Regions from separate parts of the Gossypium arboreum genome. Here region 2 is linked to region 1. A link is a contact called in public Hi-C data. All regions are on one chromosome and are shown on one strand. Each heading gives the region's core, a stretch centred on a gene start, on an enhancer-like site or on the middle of the called end of the contact. The rest is flanking DNA. Distances are from core to core; before and after follow the strand shown. Region 1 holds the start of LOC128283697. Region 2 holds the start of LOC128284313 (probable lysophospholipase BODYGUARD 5).

Region 1 (5,913 bases), core at 2,277-4,776:
CCAATACTATCCTATTATTTTTGGAAGAAGAGAGCATGGAACCCGTCACTTCCTGGTGCTTTTAAAGAACCCATATCAAAAAGTGCCGTTTTGATTTCTTCATTTGAGACATCTTTTCCTAGGAAATCTATGTCTTTTTTATTCAAAGGGGGGAAATGGTTTGGTGGCAAAACACTAGTCCCATCAGGTTTTCCTCCATATAGTTTTTGAAAATATTGTATTGCTTCCTTTTTAATCTCATCTGGCTCATAAAGCCACTCCCCAGCTGCATTTCATAAGGCATTGATGCAGTTGATCTTCCGTCTATAAAGTGCTCGACCATGGAAAAAATTTGTGTTCCTGTCTCCTTGCTTGAGCCATTCACACCTTGATTTTTGTTTCCAGAGTAGCTTTTCATGGTTGAGAACTTCTTCCAACTCTTCTCTTAATTCCATCTCTTTTTGTATCAAAGATGTTGAATTTGTCTTCTCTAGTGCATGTTGAATTTTGCTTAGCTTTTGCAATATTTCTAATTTTCGGGTTCCAATGTGCCCATAGTTTTTTTGTTCCACTCTTTTAGCCCTGTAGAAAGCTTTCCTAGAGCGTAAGTCATGTCTCCTTTATATTCCCATAGTTTGGAGATTGTATTGGAGAAATCTTGATGTTGAACCCATCCTACTAGAAACCGAAAAGGTCTTCCTTTAGCTGAATTAAGATCCAGACATAAATCCACTAGTAGGGGTCGATGATCGGATTTGATTCTCACTAGATGTGTGACTAGGCACTGTTGAAGAGTACGGATCCAAGGAATGTTACCAATTGCTCGATCTACTCGTTCAAGTATCCCTCTTCTTTGCCATGTGAAGGAAAGTCCTCGGAATCCTAAATCTTGTAAATCATTGTTTTCAATAAATTCTCCGAATAAGGGGCACCTTTTCCTAACAGAAGTCCATTTTTTTTTCATTTTTGGATAGAATAGAGTTAAAGTCCCCAATCGCCAACCAGGGAGTATTGGTTGTAGGGATAGTCTCTTTTAAGGTGTCCCATAAAAAGCTCCTCTTTGTTTTATTAGGACTTCCTTAAACAAAAGCAATGAGGATTATTTGGGTAGGGAAGCCATAAGATATTTGTGTATGTATGAATTGGGGGTGATTTTAGAAAATTTTAAGTTTGATAGAGGATTTCTATCCAATACAAATTCCCCTTGAAAAACCTCTAGCTTCCACTCTGTGTGAATACTGTAATCCTAATTTTACAATTACTTCGTCAGCTTTGCGGCCACTTACTCTCGGTTCTAATAAGCTAACAATGTCCGACTTGTGTTCCCTATTATACTCTTTAAAAGTACGAGAAAATTTCTCATTCGTACACCCTTGACAATTCTAGGAAAAAATCAAGATTCTAGAGTTCATTAAAATTAAATAAATGCGTATATCGGGTTACTTAATTACTGCCTATTCTCTGCATTGTCTCCTATTTTTCCTAATGTTCCACTAGGAATTTCATTTACCAGCCCTTGCTGGACTTGGGTTTGCAACAATTCAACCATATTACTGATAGATTCAGAGATTGAAATTTTTGAAGGGGAGACTTTAAAGGGGTTACCTTTTTTTTTGTTGACTTTGAGGTTTCTTCCTTTGTGGGGATTCCCTGTTTTTGCATTGTCGCGTACTGTTGATTCCACTGCTTAATTGGCTCCTGTTTTGGTTTTGATTTTCTGGGTATTTCCTTTGGTTGTGGGTTGATTATTTTCTTGGAAGAGAACTATTGAATGCTTATCAGCGTCTAGAATACTTGCTGTTGGTAGCTTCATAATTTCTTGAAAAGTTTGCGAATTTAACTGGGCAGAGCTTTCTTCGATAGCCCCCCAACATCCTTTTCAGGAGTTAAAATGCTAAAGTTATTTTGGAGGTCTGTAGAAGCAAGATTGAAAGATGTATTAATGTTGGGTGGTAGTTCCTGTCTTGATTTTTCCAGCAAGTTTAACCTACGTAAGAAATTCACTTCTTTGCTATTAACTTCTTTGCTGGTTAGGTCTATTTCCTCCTTGTTTAAAGCCCTAGTTGCATCTTCTATTAGGCCTGGTCTGGTATTATTGATCTGTCTTTCATGAGACCCAGTAGCAGATTCTTTGGAGTGCCAAGTAGATTTATTACCAGTGCTGGCTTGGCCTTTTTTAATCCCATCATGCTCTGTCAGTATTATGAAAGTTTGGTGGTGGCCAAGGCTTTGTGGTGGGCTGCTTATGTTTGCTGCTTTGTCATAAATCAAAGGCCTTTGTGCTAAAATAGTTTTGTCTATTCGCACTTCTGTTTTGTTGCTGGGCCAAGAAGGGTATGCAGTTTGTATTCCTGATTTTCGCCCATCATTAGGGTGTGTAAAGTGGTCAGATTGAAATGAGCCAACATCTTTTTCTGAGCCCGGCTTTAGAGGGTCAGTATTACCTTGTTCATAGTCCATTCTGGTTTCCTCGCCGCGAGCTTTAGGGAGCCCACTATCATCTATATTTTCCAGAACCTGGAATCTAGAGTTTCTTGCTGTTTTGGTTGCGCCGTCGCCCTCATGTTTCCATCCTGTTCTTCTAGTTTTCTTTGCCTTCCTTTCAACAAGCATCCATGGACCATATAATTCTCTATTTGAGTTTTCTGCTTTGTTTTCCTCCAATGGATATCTTTGTCTCGTCTGATCTTCTGGGATATCCTCACCTATTCCTTCCAATCCCATCTCTTCTTTAGGGCAAATTTCTTTTGTGTAACCATAGTGCCCACACTGGAAGCAAACCATCGGAAGGTGCTCGTATTCTAATCGTTGTGTAACTCCATTAATAAGTGCCTGTGAAATCAAGGCCTTTCCTAGGTTAACAAATACTGCCATTCTCGCAAATCTCCCTCTTACTCCATTATCGGTGTTAAAATCTAATTTTTTCTACTTTTCCTATTGTTTCTCCGATTTCCCGCAAGATTTTTCGCTTGTACATGTGCCCAGGTAACCCAGGAAGACGAATCCAGGCCATAACTATATTAGGGTACGGTTGAGCAGGATTAAATTCCATAGTCCACGGTTGTTTTCTGGCAAAGTGAATAGACCTTATTCTGCAAAGCAGTATATCCTATATTCCTCCCCAACAATTTGATTACAACTGTAAGTTCCATGTGCTTAATGAGGATTTGATTGATTCGATCAGAAAATTTTATTGAGGGAATGCCATTGATTGTCGATCGCTCCACATCGTCCTTTGATAGCTTTAAGTCATCCTCCTATTCTGGTCCTTCCGCGTTCGATGGGTCCCCAATCGGATGGAGCCCTTAGCCCATCAATCGATCTTTCCATGAAAGAGTTTTCCCATTTTCTATTGTTGCTTCCATATCGACTTCCCAATTTTCATCGATATCCCGCATTCGAACTTTCTTTGTTGATCGATTCGCTGGTTCGCCTTCACCGCTTCCTTGGTTCTCCGATAAGTCCATTCTGAAAAGTTGCTTATTATTTTTACAATTATAAGTTCATTTTAATATACCATAACAATTATTTTTCTATCAAAAGCTATAAATGGTAAAATGACATTTTAATTTTTTGAACATATAAAATTTTCATCTTTTAAAATATTTTATTATATTAAAATTTAAATACATAAAATTATTAAAATATATTTAATATAAAGGATAAGTATAATTCAATAAATTTTAAAATAATAAAATCAATCACAATTTTTTCTCCAAAAACATGGTCAATTTATTAATCGGTCATTTATTTTATTTCAATTTCTTAGTAATTTGTTTGTACTTTCACCTTTCTTTTTCAGTAAATAAAATAAAATATTATTAGTATAATGTTTAAATTTAAAAATATATTATAATTTATTAATAGTGTTAATGGGAACAATTTAGATATAAATTCTAAGACATTAAACAAATTTAAAAAAGTTGTTGATCGAATAAAAAATTATCTTAATGGATAACTCAACATATTTATACATGGAATATTTTATGATAAAAGTAACATTAAAATAAATAAAACATTTTATCCAAATTTATCCTTCCTTGTTGTGCAACTAAGCATTAATTATTTAGCCCACTTCTTTTATTTTATTTTATGGTGGATGCATTGAATAGTCTTGAAACGTGCAAGCCTGTTCATTCCAGAAAATTATAAACAAAAGTAGTTTTGTTTTTTTCAAATAAAAGAAAATGAAAAAAGAAAAAAATAAAATCTGTTTTATATATAATCAGATTCCTTGACATTCGTTGGTGGATTAAATTTCTTTGTCATGAATATTTCACATATTAATTTATATTTTTGGACTTGGTGACTGCGTGTCTCCCAATGATTACAAATTATGTAATTTAACTTGTCAATTATTGATTAAACACAATTTCCCAATCCCAATCCCTTCTTTGTGTTACATATGATGCTAATTTATCATAATTTAACTATGGTTTTTTTGGAATATAATAAGGATTTATTTAGTAAAACAGTATGCTTAATTAGAAATTTACATGTAAGTGAAAGAACTAATAAAATTATAAACCGTGATGCATCAAATAATAAAATAGAACACACAACTGCTTATGTATATGATTGCTTCTCAAACCGTGTTGGATACTGGAAACATTGACCTTTGCACGTTTCAACTTCTATACATTCTATGAGGCCAATCACATGCCTACAATCTCTCCAACTATATATTCATATTCTGGAATGTGTTGTTCATACCCCAAAGAGCTTCAAGAAAAAACCGAGAGAAAGAAATGATGAGATTGAAGGTTACATTTGTTCTATTCCTTTTGATTCTTCCGCTTGCCTTGGCAAACCTTAGGGTTGGTTTTTACAGAAGAAGTTGTCCAAATGCCGAATCCATAGTTCGAGCAGCTGTCCGACGACGTTTAAGCCGTGATAAATCCATCACTGCAGCCTTGCTTCGCATGCATTTCCATGACTGTTTCGTTAGAGTAAGCTTTCTAGGAAATGGAGCACCATGGCATTAACCCTTTTTTGTAAATGACAAACTGGTTATAATGAGGTTCTACGTTTTTGTAGGGTTGTGACGCATCCATTCTCATAGACTCTAACAGCAAAAGTTCATCGGAGAAAGATGCCGGGCCAAACTTGACGGTGCGTGGATTCGAGCTCATCGATGAAGCGAAGAAAGCTCTAGAAGCCACTTGCCCTTCAAAAGTTTCATGTGCAGATATCATAACACTAGCGACCCGAGATGCTGTGTTTCTGTCGGGGGGACCCTTTTATTTTGTCCCAACAGGGAGGCGGGACAGTCTGGTCTCGGATCCTGACGAAGTGATGTTGCCAGGCCCTACATTGACTGTTTCAGAGGCTTTCCAAGCTTTCAGGGCTAAAAACATGAGCATGGATGATATGGTTACCCTTTTGGGAGCACATACAGTTGGTGTCGCGCATTGCAGTTTCTTCTTGGACAGGATTACAAGACCTGATCCTACAATGGATCGTGGTCTGGCTGCAAAGCTAAGGAGCATTTGTGGTGCAGCCAGTGGTACCAATCCTGACCCTACAGCATTTCTGGACCAGGCCACACCATTCGCCGTGGATAATCAGTTCTTCAAGCAGATAGGGTTGAAGAGAGGGGTAATGAAGATCGATCAAGAGTTAGCTAATGATCCATTGTCGAGACGTATCGTATCGGGTTTTGCGGCAAATGCGACTCTATTTAGAACTAGGTTTGCTCAGGCAATGGTGAAGATGGGAAATATCCAAGTTCTTGTTGGAAAGGCTGGGGAAATTAGGAAAAATTGCAGGGTTTTTAATCCCAGACGAAGGATCTGAGCCTTTTAAATTGTGTTTACAAAAAGCGAAGACGAAGTTGCTTGATTTCTTAAAGCTAGTTTTACTAAAAAATAAGCCGAGCTCCAAGAAAAGAGTAACATGAACATATACATAGCTTGGAAATATTCTGTTTGAAAT
Region 2 (6,312 bases), core at 2,552-5,051, 530 kb after region 1:
TAGAAAAATTAATAAAACAATAATAATAAGTAAAAGGTGGATGAAAAATACAGGAGAATTTTCATTATTTAATTTTCATTTTCAAGGTGATTTATTTATAAGCTCCTTTACATTCAATCAATAAATGTAAATTAAGCCTTCTTAATTACTTCATTTAAACATCCCATGTTCATAAATGAAGTAGAGAGTTTTATCGCATTACTTTAATAAATGTTTAAAGGAGTTATAGATATCCATTATTAATGTATTTACAATAGATTTATATTATTATAATTGTTTAGATATTTCAGAGGCACCAATGATATATGGTTGTTTTATTCAAATGATTGAAAATCCCTATTAGTTGACTATGCTGATGCTAGATACTTATTAGATCCACATAAAGGTTGATCTCAAACAGGATATTTATTTACATGTGGAGGTACTGCCATATCATGGTGTCAACAAAGCAAACATTACTTGTCGCTAATTGCAATGCATGAGGCAAGTCGAGAGTGTGTTTGGCTAAGGTTATTGACCCAACATATCCAAAAGATATGTAATTTGCCTTTACAGAAAAAGATGTCAACAATCTTATATGAAAATAATGCAACATGTATAGCTCAATTTAATGGTGGTTACATCAAAGGTGATAAAACGAAACATATTTCACCAAAATTATTATTCACCAATGATCTTGAGAAAAGAGGTGACATAAATGTTCAAAAAATTCGTTCTAGTGATAATTTAGCAGATCTTTTTATTAAGGCATTGCCAACTTCAACATTTGAAACTACTACACAAGATTGGAATGCGTCGACTCAAATATGTAAAGTAATGTTGCCATCAGGGGGAGTCTTAAAACAATTTGTACTCTTTTCCTTTAACCAAGATTTTATCCCATTGGATTTTTCTGGTAAAGGTTTTTAATGAGGCAGCTTGTAATAGAAGATTGTATACTCTTTTTTCTTCATTAGGTTTTTTATCCCACAGGTTTTTTCCTAATAAGGTTTTAACGAGGCACATTATCTACCAATTATATCTAAGGGGGAGTGTTATGAATATCTTATTAAGTGGATGTCTATCATGATCAAGATAAAGTTTTGATGTACTTTAAATTCTAATAGTTATTAGAATTAGATATCTACTTCTTTTATACTTCTTATGCCTATAAATAGAGACTCTGATGAAACATTGTAAATCATCCCTTTGATCAATAAAGTACATTCTTTATTACTTTCATATTTTCTTTGTTATTTATTCTCTCTGTCTCTCTTTATTTTATAACAAAATTAACTGAATAGATATTTTTAGAAAAATCCAGCTTGGTTAAGCAAAATTAATCAAATTACCTATATAAACTAGAATTTGCTAGTTAAATGTTGTTTCGATTATAGATTATATTTTATCTTATCAAATTTTTATTGAAAATTTTATTGGTAAAAATATAAGTACAATACATGTACAAATATATATTTGATCAATTATAACTTAAAATTCAATTCAAACTAGTATAATGCACAAATGAAACTCACATATGGTATGCACATATAGTAGAAATGAAACTTATACATATAGGGCAGACGCAAGGGGGTTGGCAAGTGTCCTAGTCCCCCTAAAATGGAAATTTTCACTTTTAATTCTTTTATAATTTTAAAAATTTTAAATTAATATATAATAAAGTTACATTTTAACCCCTAAACCATACAAATATACAACTGCATACATAACAATTACAAAAAGGCTTCAACCTTTACCAATTACACCAAGATATCATTAATTTACAATGTTTTTAGTTTTTATATTTTCATTTTAATTGATTTAAACTTTTAGCATGTTTCAATTTTGTACCCAAAAGTTATTAACGTTTTTATTATTTTTGCTTTTAGATTTTGGTTTATTTTATAAAAAAATAAATTGAAATGTTAGTTTTATTGGATTAAATGAAATGATAAAATTATTTCAGTTTCATTAATTTGTTCATAACAAAATTGGGTTTAGTTTAATTAACCCTAATATTTTTATAATTTCAGATTGTTCCATTAATGGAAATTGGATGGGATTATTAATTAATCCAACCAAACACCCAGAAGCAATAATTCAAGTTAGGGCTTTAAACCTATTATTTGCATTTTTTAGTTAATTGTATGAACTACGTTAACCTTCAAATTTATTATCCATCATGTGTTAAACATATTACATTTTTATCTTTTTATATTTTGCTTTCATCATATAAATTCCTTGTTCACATTCTCTTCCATGATTGCTCCATTCTACAACATATATATATATATATATATATATATATATATATATATATATAGGTCCTTAAATCCAAGCTAAAGTCTTCAAACCAAATAGATGCTGAATCAAATCACCAGTTTCCTTTCCATGTCTGATTCAACTTTCCTAGTAAAATGGAGAAGAAAATGTGCCAAACACCTCCTCTCAGTTCCCAACTTTGTGGTGTTTTCATATCTTGATTTTCTTGATTCTGTTTTCTGTGTCATATACAAACATCTTGACTTGTTATTTGAAGGGAAGGCCTCTCCATGTTACTGCACAACCAAAAAGATTGATATCAATGGCCAATTGTCTGATGATAATGAGATATCAGAGACTTTGCAATACGGGAAAAGAAAGAAATTGAAGGAATTGGTTGTTTTACTTCGATTTGTGGAAGATTTGTTGAACAAAAGCAAAGGCTTTGAAGCTATAAATAGTTCGAAGAATCGCAAAAATGGTGATTTTTATAGGGTTGGAAATAGGTGGTCTGATTGTGGGTGTGATTCTTGCATCTCTTGGATGAAGACGGATGATCCCAAGCTTCATGTTGAGGTGAACAAGGCTTCTTCACAAGGTTTGTAATTGATTCATGTTGCTTTAGTTTGATTGATTTTTTAAGAGGGATTGGTTCCTCGTGAAGAAGTCTTTTAACATATTATTTTTAAATATGCCGACTTAATCCCTCAATAATAGAAGGTATTGTCCTCCGAAGGAGGATTTCATCCTCTCTTCCTCACATACGGAGAGACGTATACAATTCATAAAGGGGACACCTCAACCGTACATAAACATACAGTCACCCACTAATAAGTATCGTGAGCATCTTATCCTTGGTGGGGTTTAAACCCTTAACCTATGGAAATAGGTTAATAGGTTGTAAAGTCATGTGTGATTGAAGCACTCTTGGGTCTATGAAAGACAGTTGCTCATAGTCCATTAACTCTTGACAAATTATGAAAGACAATATCTTCTATTATTAAGGGATGAGTCAATATCCCATAAAGCTACATTTTCAAGATTTCTTCCGAAGAAAACAATCTCCCATCAACAATTTTAAAAATTAACAACTACTTTTGTTTTAATTTTGACAGCCATTGGAAATCCAAATCGAACTGAAAACGTGATATTCATACATGGGATACTAAGTTCTTCATCGTTTTGGACAAAAACACTTTTTCCAAAGCTGTCAGAATCAAAGAAGATAAAAGAGTACCAGATGTATGCAGTAGATATTTTGGGACATGGAAAAAGTCCAAAGCCAAGAGACAGTTTATACACATTAAAAGAGCACGTGGAATGGATTGAGAAATCATTAGTCTCTGAATATAAGTTAAGTTCATTTCATGTGGTTGCTCACTCGATGGGCTGTATTATTGGATTAGCCTTAGCTGCAAAGCACTCCACTTCCCTCAAATCTATCACCCTTGTTGCCCCTGTAAGTATATATATATTGTTTCAAATTTTTTTTAAATTTATCAATGCCTTTTTTTTAATATTAAAATTGAATGGTTTCAGCCATACTTTCCATCAAAGGAAGGAGTAGAAATGAGGGCAATGAAATGGCTAACACCTAAAAGATTGTGGCCGCCGACGGCCTTTATTTGGTCGATAATGGTGTGGTATGAACACTTGAGTCGATGTGTCTGCTTATTAGTGTGCCGAAATCATAGGTTTTGGGAAGCACTTATTAAACGCCTCACCTCATCAAGGTAGTCAAAATCAATTTTAACCATGTCTTTCATTAAACAATAATAATCGATGGATGAAAATTAACAATTGAATTTATATTATAAAATTATTTAATGTATTAGTAAAATTAATTACAAAATATATTCATTTTTTCTTAATTATAAATCTTGATTTTTGAAATTCTTTATTTTATAATTTTAATCTTATATTAAATAAAATATTTTCAAAAATGATTTTAATATATTAAAAAAGAATATATAATCTTAAAAATGTTTTAACAATCATATGATATTGGTATTATTTTTTCGTATTACAACGGATGTCTTATTTGGTGAGTATTCAGGGATGTGAACTTTCTGGTTATGGACTTGACAAAGCATATCCATCATTCAGGGTGGCATACTACACATAACGTGCTATACAGAGGAGTAAAAGAAATGGATAAAAACCTGGAAACATTGATGAAATTAAAGAAAAGAGTGCATGTTATTGTGGGCAGCAGGGACAAAACCATTCCACCAGATTTTAGGCACAACATCAAGACCAAATTCCCTGATGTGGAGCTTCACAACATCCCAAATGCTGGCCACGGCTCTATCATCCTCACCAGAGAGACTGATTTTGCTCACAATTTGTTCCATATCTGGGAAAATACTGCATCTCACCACCACCATAATGCCCATACCGAGGGTGAATAAGAAAATACTGCATCTCACCACCACCATCATGCCCATACTGAGGGTGAATAAAATATTTATTTTCAAGAAGCCCTCAAGGGGAACTTATTTATAGAAATAAAACATGGTTTTCACAAAAAAATGTAAAGCTTAATTGAACTACTTCATGTTACTATCTTTATAACATGGTATCCATCAAACTTAAAGTTCATTTGAAGTTCCTCCTCAATCTCATGTTGTGGTCTCTTTGTTGAAGAAATTTTATAATAATAGCAATAGTTTGAAGGGGGAAAAATGAAAAATAATATTATCTTTATACATTTTTATTTTACTACAACCAGTCTTTCAATATAAATAGAAAATGATCTTTCTTTTTTGCGTCTTTTTGGGTAAAGAATTGGGCTGAAGGCTAGATTCTCAGGTTGATAACTAGGCTTCCTATAAAGTATATGTAAGCCAGGGGCTCTCAAAATTTTGGCACTAAGATGCTCCCCAATGCTTAAATCAGCATGTGTGTATCATACTGGAGGAAAGTAAGGAGATAAGTTTACAGAGTCACGGAATAAAGTGAAGAAGATGAAGAGAGGAAGAAGATACTCGGTATTATACATAAGCTTTGGTTTACCCCTTGCATGTTGATGTGTCTGGAATATGGCCATTTTGTTCCTTGTGGCTTGGGCAGTGTCAGGGTCCTTTTTGATAGGGTATGTTGGAAGCCGAAAGCTACTTTTCTCTTTATGTGGCATGTTCTTTAGTTGCTAGCTAATGCTTAATAAAGCTTGGGCCTTATGAGCCACATGTTTCTTTGGGCTTTAGCCTAAGTCAGCCAAACTTGTTCAAGCTAGTATAACAATTCTCCCTCTTTAGATCTGAAGTGAGCTATAAACCGACATGTTGAAGACCTGTGCAGAGTAAGATTTGTTGGAGTTTTGTTACAGAAGTTGGATTCAAGCTAGTACGCTTAATGGATGCATTGGAGAACAAGAATACCACATTCAAAAGGATATAGGTGAACAAGAATCAAAAGGCTTTGTAGCAAGATATGCAGGTGTGCGAATTATTGATGTTTAATGTCTCCGAGTAGGGTAATGATCCTTGGTGTTGTGTTGCTTTGAATGGGTCTTATCTCTGAGCAGGTCTGAGAGAACTCGACAGGTTATCAAAATTCTTGAGAGTTTAGATGAAAAGTGTTGAAGCGATCTGCGAAGAAGGATAGGATAATTACGAATTGAGGAAGAACATCGAGTGTTGAAATGGAAAACAATAAGTGGAAGTGATGCGATCATAGATTGATGCCGAGGAATCGCTGTTGGACGAAGGCATCGAAAATGTTCGAAGGAAAGTACTGAGAGCTGAAGCGGAATAGACTTTGGAGCTTGATAAACCTTTTGGTTTCATAGCTTGTTGGTCAGATGAGGAGGTGATTTTTGTGTTAATGCGGATCATTGAGAGGGATGACAAAGACATCTGTGAAATTTTACGCTTGATTTCTCTTGTATTTGGAGCTTGGGCTGTTTTTTTTTTTTTTTTCCATGTAGCTTTTGTGTTTTTTATTTGTATAATTTGTATGAGAATTGTTGTGGCCATGGGATTGAAAAATGAAATAGTTTTTCTTGAATGGAGGGTTCAATGGGGATTAGGGAGAAAGTGCCTTGGATTTGTATGTTTTGAGGGAGTTTAT

Evidence for each region. Hi-C and Micro-C count contacts between places; a contact is called where the count stands out from the background.
Region 2: a contact with region 1 is called in a Hi-C map of leaf, with 4 times the contacts expected there. The contact joins the promoter of LOC128284313 here to the promoter of LOC128283697 in region 1. A contact is called at or near these places in 2 of 5 Hi-C or Micro-C datasets (both in leaf).

Annotation. Positions count from the first base shown.
Region 1 is chr11:104,728,400-104,734,312 of ASM2569848v2, forward strand. It overlaps LOC128283697, which reads right to left and starts at 3,527. Exons shown (of 2, transcript XM_053021087.1): 1 at 1,585-3,527. The coding sequence starts at 2,853. The coding sequence ends at 1,816. It overlaps LOC108473031 (peroxidase 44-like), which reads left to right and starts at 4,697. Exons shown (of 2, transcript XM_017774598.2): 1 at 4,697-4,928; 2 at 5,017-5,913. The coding sequence starts at 4,728. The coding sequence ends at 5,775.
Region 2 is chr11:105,256,552-105,262,863 of ASM2569848v2, forward strand. It overlaps LOC128284313 (probable lysophospholipase BODYGUARD 5), which reads left to right and starts at 3,802. Exons shown (of 2, transcript XM_053022294.1): 1 at 3,802-3,974; 2 at 4,298-4,842. The coding sequence starts at 3,811. The coding sequence ends at 4,652. It overlaps LOC108466021 (probable lysophospholipase BODYGUARD 4), which reads left to right and starts at 2,308. Exons shown (of 2, transcript XM_053021337.1): 1 at 2,308-2,839; 2 at 3,357-3,808. The coding sequence starts at 2,341. The coding sequence ends at 3,808.